2 separate regions of the Sus scrofa genome follow, and region 1 is linked to region 2. Evidence: chromatin contacts called from public Hi-C data. All regions are on one chromosome and are shown on one strand. Each heading gives the region's core, a stretch centred on a gene start, on an enhancer-like site or on the middle of the called end of the contact. The rest is flanking DNA. Distances are from core to core; before and after follow the strand shown.

Evidence for each region. A called contact is a pair of places that touch in the nucleus more often than the background predicts.
Region 1: a contact with region 2 is called in a Hi-C map of skeletal muscle, with 3 times the contacts expected there. The contact joins the enhancer-like site here to the promoter of NR3C2 in region 2. A contact is called at or near these places in 7 of 47 Hi-C or Micro-C datasets (embryonic fibroblasts, fetal heart ventricle, fetal skeletal muscle and 2 more) and 2 of 2 datasets of contacts at active chromatin or transcription factors (alveolar macrophages and skeletal muscle).

The regions. Positions count from the first base shown.
Region 1 is chr8:80,380,386-80,386,616 of Sscrofa11.1, forward strand. All of the region lies in intron 2 of NR3C2 (mineralocorticoid receptor), which reads left to right. Among named protein-coding and RNA genes, the nearest start is that of NR3C2, 80 kb to the left of the region's middle. Within about 2 kb of position 4,311, at least 3 of the 83 cell types and tissues checked have an H3K27ac peak or open chromatin away from gene starts, as enhancers often do. A contact at or near this core is called in fetal skeletal muscle and skeletal muscle, where this site is marked.
Region 2 is chr8:80,300,150-80,306,442 of Sscrofa11.1, forward strand. NR3C2 (mineralocorticoid receptor) reads left to right here and starts at 3,023. Exons shown (of 9, transcript XM_021100657.1): 1 at 3,023-3,448. LOC110261980 (a long non-coding RNA gene) reads right to left here and starts at 4,110. Exons shown (of 3, transcript XR_002346407.1): 1 at 4,001-4,110.

The DNA of each region.
Region 1 (6,231 bases), core at 3,061-5,560, 82 kb after region 2:
GGTGGGTTTTATAACAGTCTTTTTAAAATATGTGGAGGATCTAAGAAAGTACAGATGATTAATAAGAAATCTGCTTCTGCAAGATGCTGTCAGTTATGCTGATAACTTTATATGCTAATATATTTTTCATTGTTTGATGGAGAATTTTCATTGGACTGATTAAAAATAAGTATAAAATTTGGGCAAAATACATTGGTTTATTTGTGCTTCACCTTTCTCATATGGAAATTTAGGTTGTTATACTAAGGTTCTTTTAGGCATTGACATATATAATTAATGAGTTACTTTCATTGTTCTTCTAGAAACATGGAATATAATGACACCAGCATAGTATAATTCTAGAATAGCCAGTAGACAAAGCAATTAGGCTGATACTTAGGGGCCCTGTTCTTACCTTGGCCTTTTATTAATAATAATATGACCTTGAGGCTTTTGAATTGTTCTGGGCCCAGTTTCCTCATCTGTGAAATAATCAGTAGAACTAGATGGTCTTAGATGTTTCTTCTGTCATGAAGAGTGTAGATAACATTCTGGGATTATTTTGCCTTGTTTATAAACTGGAATTTGTGAATAATGAGAACATGAAATTCTAATACAGGCAATATTTCATTTATATTCCTAGGATATTGGTTGTATAATTTTACATTGTATAATTTGAAGAACGTTTTCGTAATACCTTAGTTCCTACTGATTTTACAATCCTTTTTCTTTTATTTATGATAGTTTGTCATTTGATGAGAGAATGTGAAAAAAAATGGCTTAACAGATTCAGGCACGTGGTGATTTTGAAGAGTTCCAGTGATACTAAATCTTCTGGGTGGGGGTTACCGTTTCATATCTTCAGAGATAGCCTCGGAAGCACCATCCATAAGACTTTGAGCCCAGACCCTGGGATCTAAATCCTGATTTTGTTACCCCAAATTTTCATCCCTGGCATAATTTGTTAAATGCTCTGATTCTGAGTTTCCTTGTCTTCAAAATGAGCATGTCAGTGACAGTTCCATAGATAACATTGTGCATATTAACTGAGTTTAAATTAGATCGTGTGTGTGGCTACCCTCAACTTCAGTTTTAACATTTTTAAAATATCCTCTTTCAGTCTGAGTTGGCAAATTTTGGTTGGCATTTAAGGTACTGTGCTCAGGGGAAGCATAGATACACCTGGATCACAAGAATGAAAGTCATGATGGAAAAGTTAAGTTGTAAAACAGGTGCATGAGGGTGCAGTCATGTAGATGGGCTGGTAGATTTCAGCTGGTAAGACTGTGCACAGCTGCCTAAGCAGGTGGATTTGGGCAGGATTTTACCAGTGGGAGAAGAGAGAGAGTCAGGAGGGGCTTCCAGGCAGGAGGAAGAGCCATCAGCGCTGGAGGCCTTAGTGTGGTGATGGAATTTGATTTCTCTTGGAAGGAAAGACAGACAAATAGAAGTTGCTTCAGGAGGAAATGAAGTATAGCAGTGCTTTATGTAGCAAGAAATCATGTTTAATCCCCATAGAAAATGGAAACTTACATGAAGTGCTGGTTTATTCTAACTTACATAGAGTACTTATTTATACTAATGTCTTATCAAAGACATCATCTTTCTTTGAATCCTTTTTCCAAATCATGCAACAAGTATACATATATATGAATATATATAAAATCAGATATTACTAAAAAAATCTTTCAATTATAAGTAATATATAAATTCCTCTAGCAGTAAGAGAAGGCTGTACTTCTGACTTTTGAACTAATTAAAATGAAAAAGTTCTTTAAAGGGATTAAACTATCTGAAGCATACTCAGAAATCAGTGGAAGGTTTGGCATGTTTAATCTTATTATCGCCTCACATCATGCCTATAACTTAATAACTTTTTCTTTGGAATTGATCCAGCGAATATCTGAGTTTAAGTATTATGGACTTGGAAGAATAAAATGTTATCAGCTTTTTCCTTCCATATACCTTCCCTTTGGTAACAGACCATTTTTTAATGTTATAAAATATGCATAATATAAACTATATAAAATACATATAGATATAAATATGTATGATTATTAAATATATTATTTAAAATAAACTAGTATGAATTAGATTGCTTTTAGATGCATTGTATTTTCTAATTACCAGTAGGAAATGTTTTTTTAAACTTGAGTTAAATATTTTCTTACATGTTAAGAAATTTTCTTTAGTGTTTGACTGCATCTGTTCACTTTTGGGCAGTGCTGAGATTACCAGTTGTACTATCTTAAGGAGTCTAGGAGTGAGTCTCGGAGATTTTTAGAAAATGAGACATTTTTCTGCTCTGGTTTATTTATCCATAGAATACTTTTGGAGGCGGAATATGATATTTAATGTTTTATTTTATCAGAGACGAGATCTTAGTTTAAGTGCCTTACGGTTGAAAAACTAGTTAGTCCTCATTTGTTAAAACATCATGCCAGATGTATTTTGCTTCCGTTTTAGGTATATTCTAATGAAATCATGACCAAGGATTTTTGGTACCTGAGCAGTATTCACCCATTGTTACTTCTTTTCTGACTAGGGCACCAACAGTAGTGGGCATGAGATAGTAGAGGATGTTTTCAGAATGAATAAATGAATAATCAAGGACACAGAAGTAGTCATTTTCATGGAAGAACTTAAGAAGTTGACTTCCTCTTCCTTGTCCTTTTAATCTTTCTGTCACTCACTGGTTTATGCCCTTAAGCAATGACCTCATTTGTATCTAATCTTTCGTTTCTCCATTTGTATAATTTCTATTGTGGTACCTATCTCTCACGTGATAGGTAGATCATGTTTTCATTTTAGCAAAATTTTAAGAAAAATGGTCAGTGTAAATTTGAACATCCCTCTAAAATTGGCATCCCTCTAAAATTCTTGGTGCTTTTGAAATTTTTTTTCTGTTTGTTTTCTCTCTCATGGATTAGAGACTTTGTTTAAATTGACTGTTTATACACAAGATTATTGGTATAAAATTTTCACTTTCTGTAACACAGGATATGCCTGTTCAGTTCTGTGATGTAATAGTGTCTTTGGGAGCCTCTTTTGTCTCTGTATATTTATAGAATTGTAGAATTAGAAAGTCGTTAACCAAAGGGTCCTTGGCCCTTATCTACTTCCCTCTGCAGACAGGTCCAGAGAAGTTTTTACCAGCTATCCTTTGTCCCCCATGATTATAAGAATTAAAAGTAATGAAGGAAACTTAACATTTATAACTTACTTTCTAAATAATACTTACTGGTAAGATTGAGGGTTTTTTTTTCTGTTTTATTTTAAAGTAAACCAGACTGTGAGCATATCTTGTTTTTTCCAAACTTTAGCACCCTCTCCCATTCATCCATTTCTATTTCTTATAAACTGCATAATTAGGGAAACCCCTATCTAAACCTATTGATTTTGGCAGAATTCCATGTAGCTTTACCCAAAATAATACACATCTGTTTCTTTCACATGTAAGGCTTACTGACACACACAGGCACACACACACACACACACACACACACAGACATTGGAAAAAAATGTTACATAGAAGGCTAATTATATGATTCTTCTAACCATACTACTTTCAGAATTACTTTCATAAGAAAAATCTTAGCAGAATAAGCTAAGAACAAACTAAGGTTTTTCTTATGAAGGTAATCCTGAAAGTGGTATGGTTAGAAAAATCAAATAAAACAGACTCACAGAGAACAGACTTGTGGTTGCCAAGGGGGAGAGGGGAGAGAGTGGGATGGACAGGGAGTTTTGGGTTAGTAGATGCAAAGTACTACATTTAGAATAGATAAGCAGTGAGGTCCTGCTGTATAGCATAGAGAACTGTATCCAGTCTCTTGGGGTAGAACATGATGGAAGATAGTATGAGAAAAAGAATGTAGTGTATGGATAACTGGATCACTTTGCTGTACAGTAGAAAGTGGCACAATGTTGCAAATCAGCTATACTTTAATTTAAAAAAAAAAGTAGAAAAAGAAAATCCGTAGCAGAATAAAATTTTCATTACCAAGTCAGGGTTTTGCTGTCATTTAACTGTCAAGTTATTTTAATTGATTTGCAGTGAGGTGACTCCAGATGTTGAGCCCTAAGAAAATAAGTAGCAAGTAGACAGAAAAAGCTGTCCTCTGAGCGCTCCTGTCGGTTTTCATGCCTTTGGTAGCCTGTCTGACCAGGTCAGTCCTGCAGTATGTGGGGCCCCAGATCCAGGTTTCCTTCCCTAAACAGCAGGAGCTCTGCCTTGTTTTCTGGTCAGACTGCATGGCTGAGTCTGGCCAGTTGTCTCACACCTGTCACTGGCCATCCATCCCCAGGGGGCAGATCTTCCCATCCATCACCACTGCTAGCAAAACACTTCAAAGCGCATGCCACCCTGAGGACGGGCTGGCCGCACCATCGAGGTCTACAGGAAAGCAGGCTGTGACCAATTTAGAAAGTTACTGCTTCTAAAAACGCTGTGCTGGGTTCCAGCCCCTCAGGGTCATCCTTTGCATCTGATTCTGTGTGATTTCTGCGGGGTGCTTGGAGAGACAGCCAGCCATCCTAGCTAGCCCTGAGCTCCCAGGGAAGTCGTGTGGCTTTTAACAGAGTAGCTTACTGCGCCCTGCACCCGCAACATCATCCTGCCCCCGTCTGTCTTGTTCTCCTCATTAGGATCCTGCCGAGAGGGGAAAATGAGTGACTCAGAATAAGGATTTCTATAGTGACATCAGAGTGGGCACAGTCCATGTGCTGTGGAGAAACGGCACATGATGCTTTAAAATTTGGAGAAGCGGAGTTCTTGTCGTGGCGCAGTGGTTAACGAATCTGACTAGGAACCATGAGGTTGCGGGTTCAGTCCCTGCCCTTGCTCAGTGGGTTAAAGATCCGGTGTTGCCGTGAACTGTGGTGTAGGTTGCAGACGCGGCTCGGATCCCACGTTGCTGTGGCTCTGGTGTAGGCCGGTGGCTGCAGCTCCGATTGGACCCCTAGCCTGGGAACCTCCATATGCCGCAGGAGCGGCCCAAGAAATAGCAAAAAGACAAAAAATAAAAATAAAAAATAAATAAAAATAAAATTTGGAGAAGCTGTGAAGGATTTAAGAGGAAGGGTGAGCGTGGTGATTACATTCATGCTGAAGAAAAAATGCTTGTCGGTTTTCAGATCTGTTACCAGTTAAGTTTTGTCAGTTGATTTTTTTATTGTTGTTCAACTAATTTTCTGTGCTTCAAGTCAAGTGTCTGTTTCTGATAATGCTTCCACTTGGGCATTTACATTTCTGCAGGCGAATGTCATAAAACGAGGCTAAGTGCAGATGAAGAGCTTTAGAAGCTGACTTATATATGTCTGTGCAAACCAGGATGCTAATTTGTTTTTTTTTTAATTTTATTGGCATATAGTTGACTTACAAAGTTGTGTTAATTTCAGGCATACCGCAAAGTAAATCAGTTATACGTAGACGTATATCCATTCCTTTTCAGCTTAGACTTCTAATTTATTTATTTATTTATTGGTATTTCTTTCTTTTTTTTAATCATTTATTTATATATAAATTTTTTTTTCTACTGTACAGCATGGTGACCCAGTTACATGTACATGTATACATTCTTTTTTCTCACATTACGTGTTCCATCATAAGTGACTAGACAGAGTTCCCAATGATACACAGCAGGATCTCATTGCTAATCCATCCCAAAGGCAACATTCTACATCTGTTTACCCCAAGCTCCCAGTCTGTCCCATTCCTCCCCCTTCCCCCTTGGCAACCACAAGTCAATTCTCCAAGTCCATGATTTTCTTTTCTGTGGAAAGGTTCCTTTGTGCCCTATATTAGATTCCAGATATAAGTGATATCATATGGTATTTGTCTTTCTCTTTCTGACTTACTTCACTCAGGATGAGTGTTTCTAGTTCCATCCATGTTGCTGTAAATGGCATTGTTTTGTTCTTTTTTACGACTGAGTAGTATTCCATTGTGTATATATACCACATCTTCCTGATCCAGTCATCTATCAGTGGATATTTACGTTGATTCCATGTCTTGGATATTGTGAATAGTGCTGCCAAGAACATGCAATGAATGTGTGGGTGCATGTGTCTTTTTTAAGGAAAGTTTTGTCTGGATATATGCCCAAGAGTGGGATTGCTGGGTCATATGGTAGTTCTATGTATAGTTTTCTAAGATACCTCCATACTGTTCTCCATAATGGTTGTACCAGCTTACATTCCCACCAACAGTGAAGGAGGGTTCCATTTCCTCCACACCCCCTCCAGCATTCG
Region 2 (6,293 bases), core at 1,773-4,272:
TGGCATACTAATTGTGATGCATGTGCTGTTTGGTTCCTCTGTCATCTCAAAATCTGGTCATAGAAATGTATTAGGTTTGTGTGTTTTCTATTTAAAATGACTACGAATGAAATTAAGATAGACAGATGAATAAATAGTTAGGTAAACAAATATGGAGATTAATGAATAACCAAAGCTAATAAAAATATTCCAAATAGTCCGGAAAACTGAGTTTGTTTCTATTGTGGATATTAACAAAAACCCTGATATGTTTTGTATTTCTCTTCTGGTCCACAATTTCTTATTTGCTTGCAATGTTTATAAACTGCAGCATGTGTGTTTTCCAAAAACAAAGAAGTTCTATCTTATATTATTCCTCTATTCATCTTCTCTCTCCAACCCCCCTCCCTCCTTTCTCTCTCTGACTCTCTGTCTTTCTCAACTCTTTCTAACAGCTGGTAAGAAAAGAGCTGGGGGTGGGGAGAAGTCTATCTTTTTAGAAAGAAAAAAAAAATGCCAGCATGGCTAGGCTTATTAATGAAGTTATCTATGACCAAATGCATAGCCTTTAACTTTGTAAAATTACTGAATACAATTAAATTATATGACACCTTGTGGGGTTTACTTTCTTGTCAGTAAATAAAGATATAAAGGAGAAGTATTTTAATACATTTCAAAATATATTCAATTTGGGGGGAGTTGCTTATAATCTCACAGCTTAAGCAACTCCATGCATTTTTTTCTTTCCCCCAGTGTCAGCTGTTTGAAGACTATGGGATTAGGATCAGAAAACTAAGGGGTGGCTCTGCTAAAGCTGAAATAAAGAGCAAGGGAGGATTTTTTTCCAACACAAACTTAGATGATATTAGGCTTTGTATCTGAAGTTATATAATAGAGGATATGATGTCACACATGTAAATTGCAAAAGCTGAGCCAAGCACCTTATGGTAGCAAGCTTCAGGGAGTTTGACAGTAATGGGATGAAGGAGGGAGGTGTCCTGAGGTACAGCGACTGTAAAAGGAGGGTGAACAACTGTCAAAAGGGAGATAGTGGATGCTGCTTCCAGGTTTTAGACTATTTGGCAGCTGTAAATAGTCTCCAGCTATTTGGAAATGAAGTTAAGGTCCTTTTCTGTGCTTTTCCTGTTTTGATTTTTATTTTTCTTAAAAGCTTGTTTCCATCCTTTTGCAAAGAAAAAAATATTTCTAAAAGGAGGAAAAGAACAAAGTTTGTTAAGAGACAGCTTAAGCAAGTGATGACATTTCTAGGTATACATTTTTAAAGCTGGTAGGGCTCTTTAGTAATGGCCATTGGAACCTTTGGAACAAAGAGTTCTGAACAACTAGAAAAACCCGCATCTCCATCTCTGATGGAGTCTTGCAGAGACGTCTTTTGTGGGGTGATTCCCAGCAAAATCTTCAGATGAGGGAGCCGAAGATTGATCGTGGAGCTGATTTCTTTTTAGGGTGGCACAAGACCACCTCTTACAGCCAGCAAAAGGAAATTGGGAGAAGAGAGAAATTTAATGGTTCAAATATCCACAAACAAATAAAGGTTTGCCTATTAGTCATGGCAAGATTCTCCTAACATCTCTGTCGAAAGATGCTGATATACCTTCAGGAATATGGACCTCCCTGCAAGCTATTTTAGTGTGAAAAAGTTTCAAAAGAATATGTTTAAAAGCTCAGTGTTATAAACCCAAACTATTTTGAAGCACAGAAGATTAAAATTTGAGATTGGACAAGAGAAAATGCAGGAAGAAATCTTCTAGATTTCTAAAATGTTGCAGTTATAATAACCCCACTTTACAACAGAGTCTGATCCCTGAGTGGTTGTCTGTAATGGAAATTACTGATTAAAAGAGTGGTGGAGAACCTATGTAAAGAATATTTGAAGAAAACAGTTTGATAAAGGGGAAAGGAATAATCAATGCCTAACTTATCAACTTTTGTAAACTGAATTTACATTATAAAGTTTACATTAAATGAAGGGTCTTTTTCTCTAACATTTAATTATGAAAATTACAAACATACAAAAAAAGTTGAAGGAATTTTGCAGTGAACACCTGTATACGTACCTAGATCCTGCCATGAATACTGTACCATAAACATGTTTTAATCACATATCTATCCATCCTTCCATTTATATCAATCAACGCCAACCATCTATTTTTGATGAATTTCAAAATTCAGTTTTTGCAATCAGTACACTTGTCAATGATGGTTCTTTTTAAAAGTTCGCTAGATATTTATTACGTTAATTTTGAAAATTTATCATTTAATTATTTTCTTGATTTCACCTAAAGCATAGTACCTTATGAACTTAAATTCTCTCCACATAAGGGAACAGGAGAAAGGTTGTTTTGCTAGAGGCCAAATGCCACCTCGAGCCACGGGGTAGTGCCAACGCTGTGTGGGTGACAACGCAATGGACAGCTCAAGGCTAGGATCGAGGGGGAACGTGGTTGAAGAGAGGCAGTGATTGTTTTAACAGCGCAGCTCCGTGATTAACACGGTTTTGTGTGGGACGGGATTAACAACTTTCACAGCTATTTAGAAAGAAAATGGGAAAGAACCAGCAAAGGGCAGGGGGAGGGGGTCAATAAAGTCTGTAGGAAAAAGAGTGTTAAGCCAGGAAAAGGGCATGTGTGGTCAGTTCAAGGGGTTTAACTGAGTCGTAAAGGACAGCAAGCAGGGGTCTGTAAACGGTAGTGATAGCCACAAGTTCCCCCCGCCCCAATCTTCCACTAAGTGTAAATGTAACGGTGAGGTAGAAAAGGCTGGGGCTGAAGCGTCTGTCACACACGTGAGTGCTCCTGAACACGCGCACACATGCACACTTTTGCTCCGATGGGGGTGATTTGTGTGGCCGGGGGGGGAGGGGGACGTGGGACTTCTCTGGAGCCAGGAGGCGCTTGCGGCTCCGCAGGGCAGCCGGAGCCTGAGAATCCCTGGATCGCGGGTCACCGCTCCGCCCTCCGCCCCCCGCCGCGCGCCCGCGCGCCGCCAGCCGCCCTCCTGGCTCCGTCGCCCCTTTCACTTTCGCGTCGGCGTAGGTGTCTGCCCGGGCCGCGGGGGCGCGCGGGGCGGCACGGGGGCGCGCGGCGCTCGGCGAGCGGAGATGGGAGGGGGCCTGGCTCCCAGCCCCTTCCTCGGCTCGCTTCGCGGAGCTGGCGGCGGCGGCTTCTGAGCCGCTGTCACCGCGAAGGGACCGGTGGCGGCCGCCGCTCCTCGCCGCTCTCCCCACACGCCCCCGCGCGCAGACACCCGGTCCTTCCTCGGCACCCCCCCACGGTGGGGGTGGGGCAGAGGCGCGGCGAGCGGGAGACCGAGGGGGGAGAGGAGCCGTCTCGCCGGGTGGGCAGCCAGGCGGCAGGAAAAGAAACTTTTCCCTCCCGCCCCCCGCGCGTGGTCCCTAGCTCGCGTCTACCCCAGCGGCTGGGAACTGCACCTGAGGCCGGGGCGCGAGGTCAGGGCCGGGCTTTGGGGAACCGGGGGGAGGGGTGTTGGGTGACGTGCATTGGGGTTCCGTTTGCCCTCGGCCTCCTTACAGCCAGGGGCCAGGGTGGGAGGGCGGCCATCGGCACCCCCAGCCCCTGTTTCCCGCAAGCCGGTGTCTGGATGCTTTGCTGCCTCCTCCCGCTGGTGAGGGTGTGACCCGAGAAGGGGGCTGCGGCGCCGCGGGCTCCCCCTGAAGCCGCCCCCTCAACACACACTCGCCCACACACACTTACACGCTCCGTAGCCGGAGCTGTCACCGGTCACCCCAGGCCCGGGGAGGGGGCGCGGAGAGCCTGCTGCGGGGAGACCGGCGCGGGGTCATCCCGCCGGACTTCCCGGCTCACAGAGCCACCGTCGTCACCGCCCGGAGGCCAGCAGCCTCGGGAGAGGGGCCCGCTAGAGCCGCGGCCGCCGCTGCTGGGGGCGGGCAGGCACCCGCGTCCTCCTCTGCGCTATTTGGCGCCGCCGCCTTGCCTCCTCCTGCGGGGTAACAACACTACTGCTCTATTGCTCTACCCACCGTCAGTAGGGCGACTGCCGGATTATCTTCCTCTCCATCCTTACTGCCAATCCGCTAATATTGGAGTTGCTGCTGGCGGCGGAGGCAGCAGGAGTGTGGCTGCCCCCACCCACCCCCCGCCCCGCGCCCCAGCCTCCCCACCATGTCCTAGAAAAGGTGAGTGCAGCGACAGTCACTTTGCGCTGACAGCGGTGGGAGGGGGCCCGGGAATCGCAAGGCGGCCCTGGGCAAGGCACGGTCTGCGCAGAGAGCGCGGGTTCGCAAACCGAGGTGGGCTGCGGGCAGGAGACTAGGTGCCCGCGCGGCTGCCTTCGGGCAGGGGTGCTGGGCAGCAGGCGAGCAATCGCGGCGGCTGTCCCTGCAAGATTCTAACCTAGATTTTGCAAGAAGCTGAGATCCAGGGCAAGACCAGCCCTCCGTAAGGGAGGTAAAAACTTAGTAAAAGAGGCACGTCCATTCCTTAAGTAATGAATAATTCGGCAGCGCAGGCGGAGACGCCGTCTCCTCGCGTGCCCAGGCGCTGGGTCTGAGACTCCCCCCTCGCTTCTGCCCGCCGCCTGCTTTCCGCCCCGAGTGCGATCGATGCCTGGCAGCTCGCTTGGCCGGGAGAGTGCGCAAAACTGAGGGCCCTACGGGAAAGTTGGGACACTTGCGAGGACTCCCGGCTGTGGGGCACCGGGGGCGCTCAGCGCGAGGACTGCGAGCACCTGAATCAGGGGCCGGGACCAGCTCTCCTGCGCTGCTGCTGTCACTCCCGCCGCCAGGGAGTTCCCTACCTGGGGCGGCTGGGAGTTCGAATCTTCCTGGGTTCAGAGTCTGGAATCCCGAAGCTTAATTAACTGTAAGAAGAGGAGGGGCCTTGGGGCACTGGGAGAACCGCCCCCCCCACCCCCACCCCAGTGCACCAGTCTTCCCAGTGTGGCTGGTGTGCGGCAAGGGTGAGGCGGGAGGCAGCACAGCTGCCGCCGCCGGGCTGCGGGTCGCGAAGGGCCGGGGGACCAGATTTAGGTGTGTACGTCACTGGTGTTGACTGTGGGCCAGTCGGGAATCTAAAACGGAGCCTCTTACGCGGAGCCTCACAGTCCTTAGAAATCAAAGTTAAGAAGCTCATCTTTTGCTTAGTAACTACAATGTTTTGGGTGGGCGGGAGGAGAGTCGAGGTGGAGGCGGTTGGAGGGAAACCGAAATTTCTTCTTGCATACACTTGATCCTTAGGAAACAGTTTGTTTCCTTGCCACTCTTGTTTGTTTCTCCCAATTATGTGCACCCCCTCCCACCTATTATAAAGAAAAGACTATCCATGGTAGGGCTTTTTCAAACTGAACTAGTGGAAAAATCCAGTACGAAAGTAATACAGCAACAAAATTATAAAGAAGGGGTGCAGCAGCTTTTCACCATCGCACTTTTTTTTGGGGGGGGAGTGGGAGAGAAGTTGTATTTAAAGGGCTTTGGCTGCGCTGAAGTCACCCGCTTTTCCGGCACGGTTAAAACAAGGAAATTCAAATCGAGTGGGAACGTGATCCTCTTGCTCGCTGGCAGTGGACGCTGCGGCTGCTCTGCTGAGAGGTAACTCGGAAGGCAGAGAAAAGGGGCGGGGAGCGGAACCTCGGGGGTCGGGAGAAGCCCACTAAGAGACCTCCGCTGCGCGCGGACGCTGTGGGCGGCGCCTGGGCCAGGGCTGCCGCTCACCTGGCGCTGCAGGTGGAGAGCCTCAGGGGATTACACCTTGACCGGCTTTGGGAAAAAGCGACTTCTTCCGCGTCACCAGACTTTTTATTTCTTTCCAGACATCATAGGGTTAGCCAGGAGGAGAGCCAGGTGGGCGCGAGCAGGTTTGGGACAGTCGAGCGAGGGGACGAGGGGGGTGGGCAGCGTCTGGAGGATACCTAGTGGCGTAGACACTGCCCTGCACCCTAAGCGGCCGCCGCTTCTGCGGCTTTAAGGGAGCTGCCGAGTCCAGGCTGTGTCGCAGCAACTTTGTATCAGTCATGTCGTCCTCCTGGTGACTGACAGCCAGGGTTGTCCAATGAGAAGCCAGCCTGACCCGCGAAGCGTGGAACCTTGCTTCCCTGCGGGCCAATGGGAAGGGCTCAGGGGGGCGGGATAGCAACCTGAACTTTTTATCTGGACATGTGACCTGCTTTTAAAAGGGCCGGCCCTCCAGCTGGCCCACTCCCCCTCCGGGCTTTCGCCCGCCCTCTTGCGCTCTCTCCCTACTTCGCCCGCCCTGGCCCTGGCCCTGCCCCTGCCCCCTCCTCTCCGCCCCTCCGCGCCCGGGGTGTCATTGGACTGG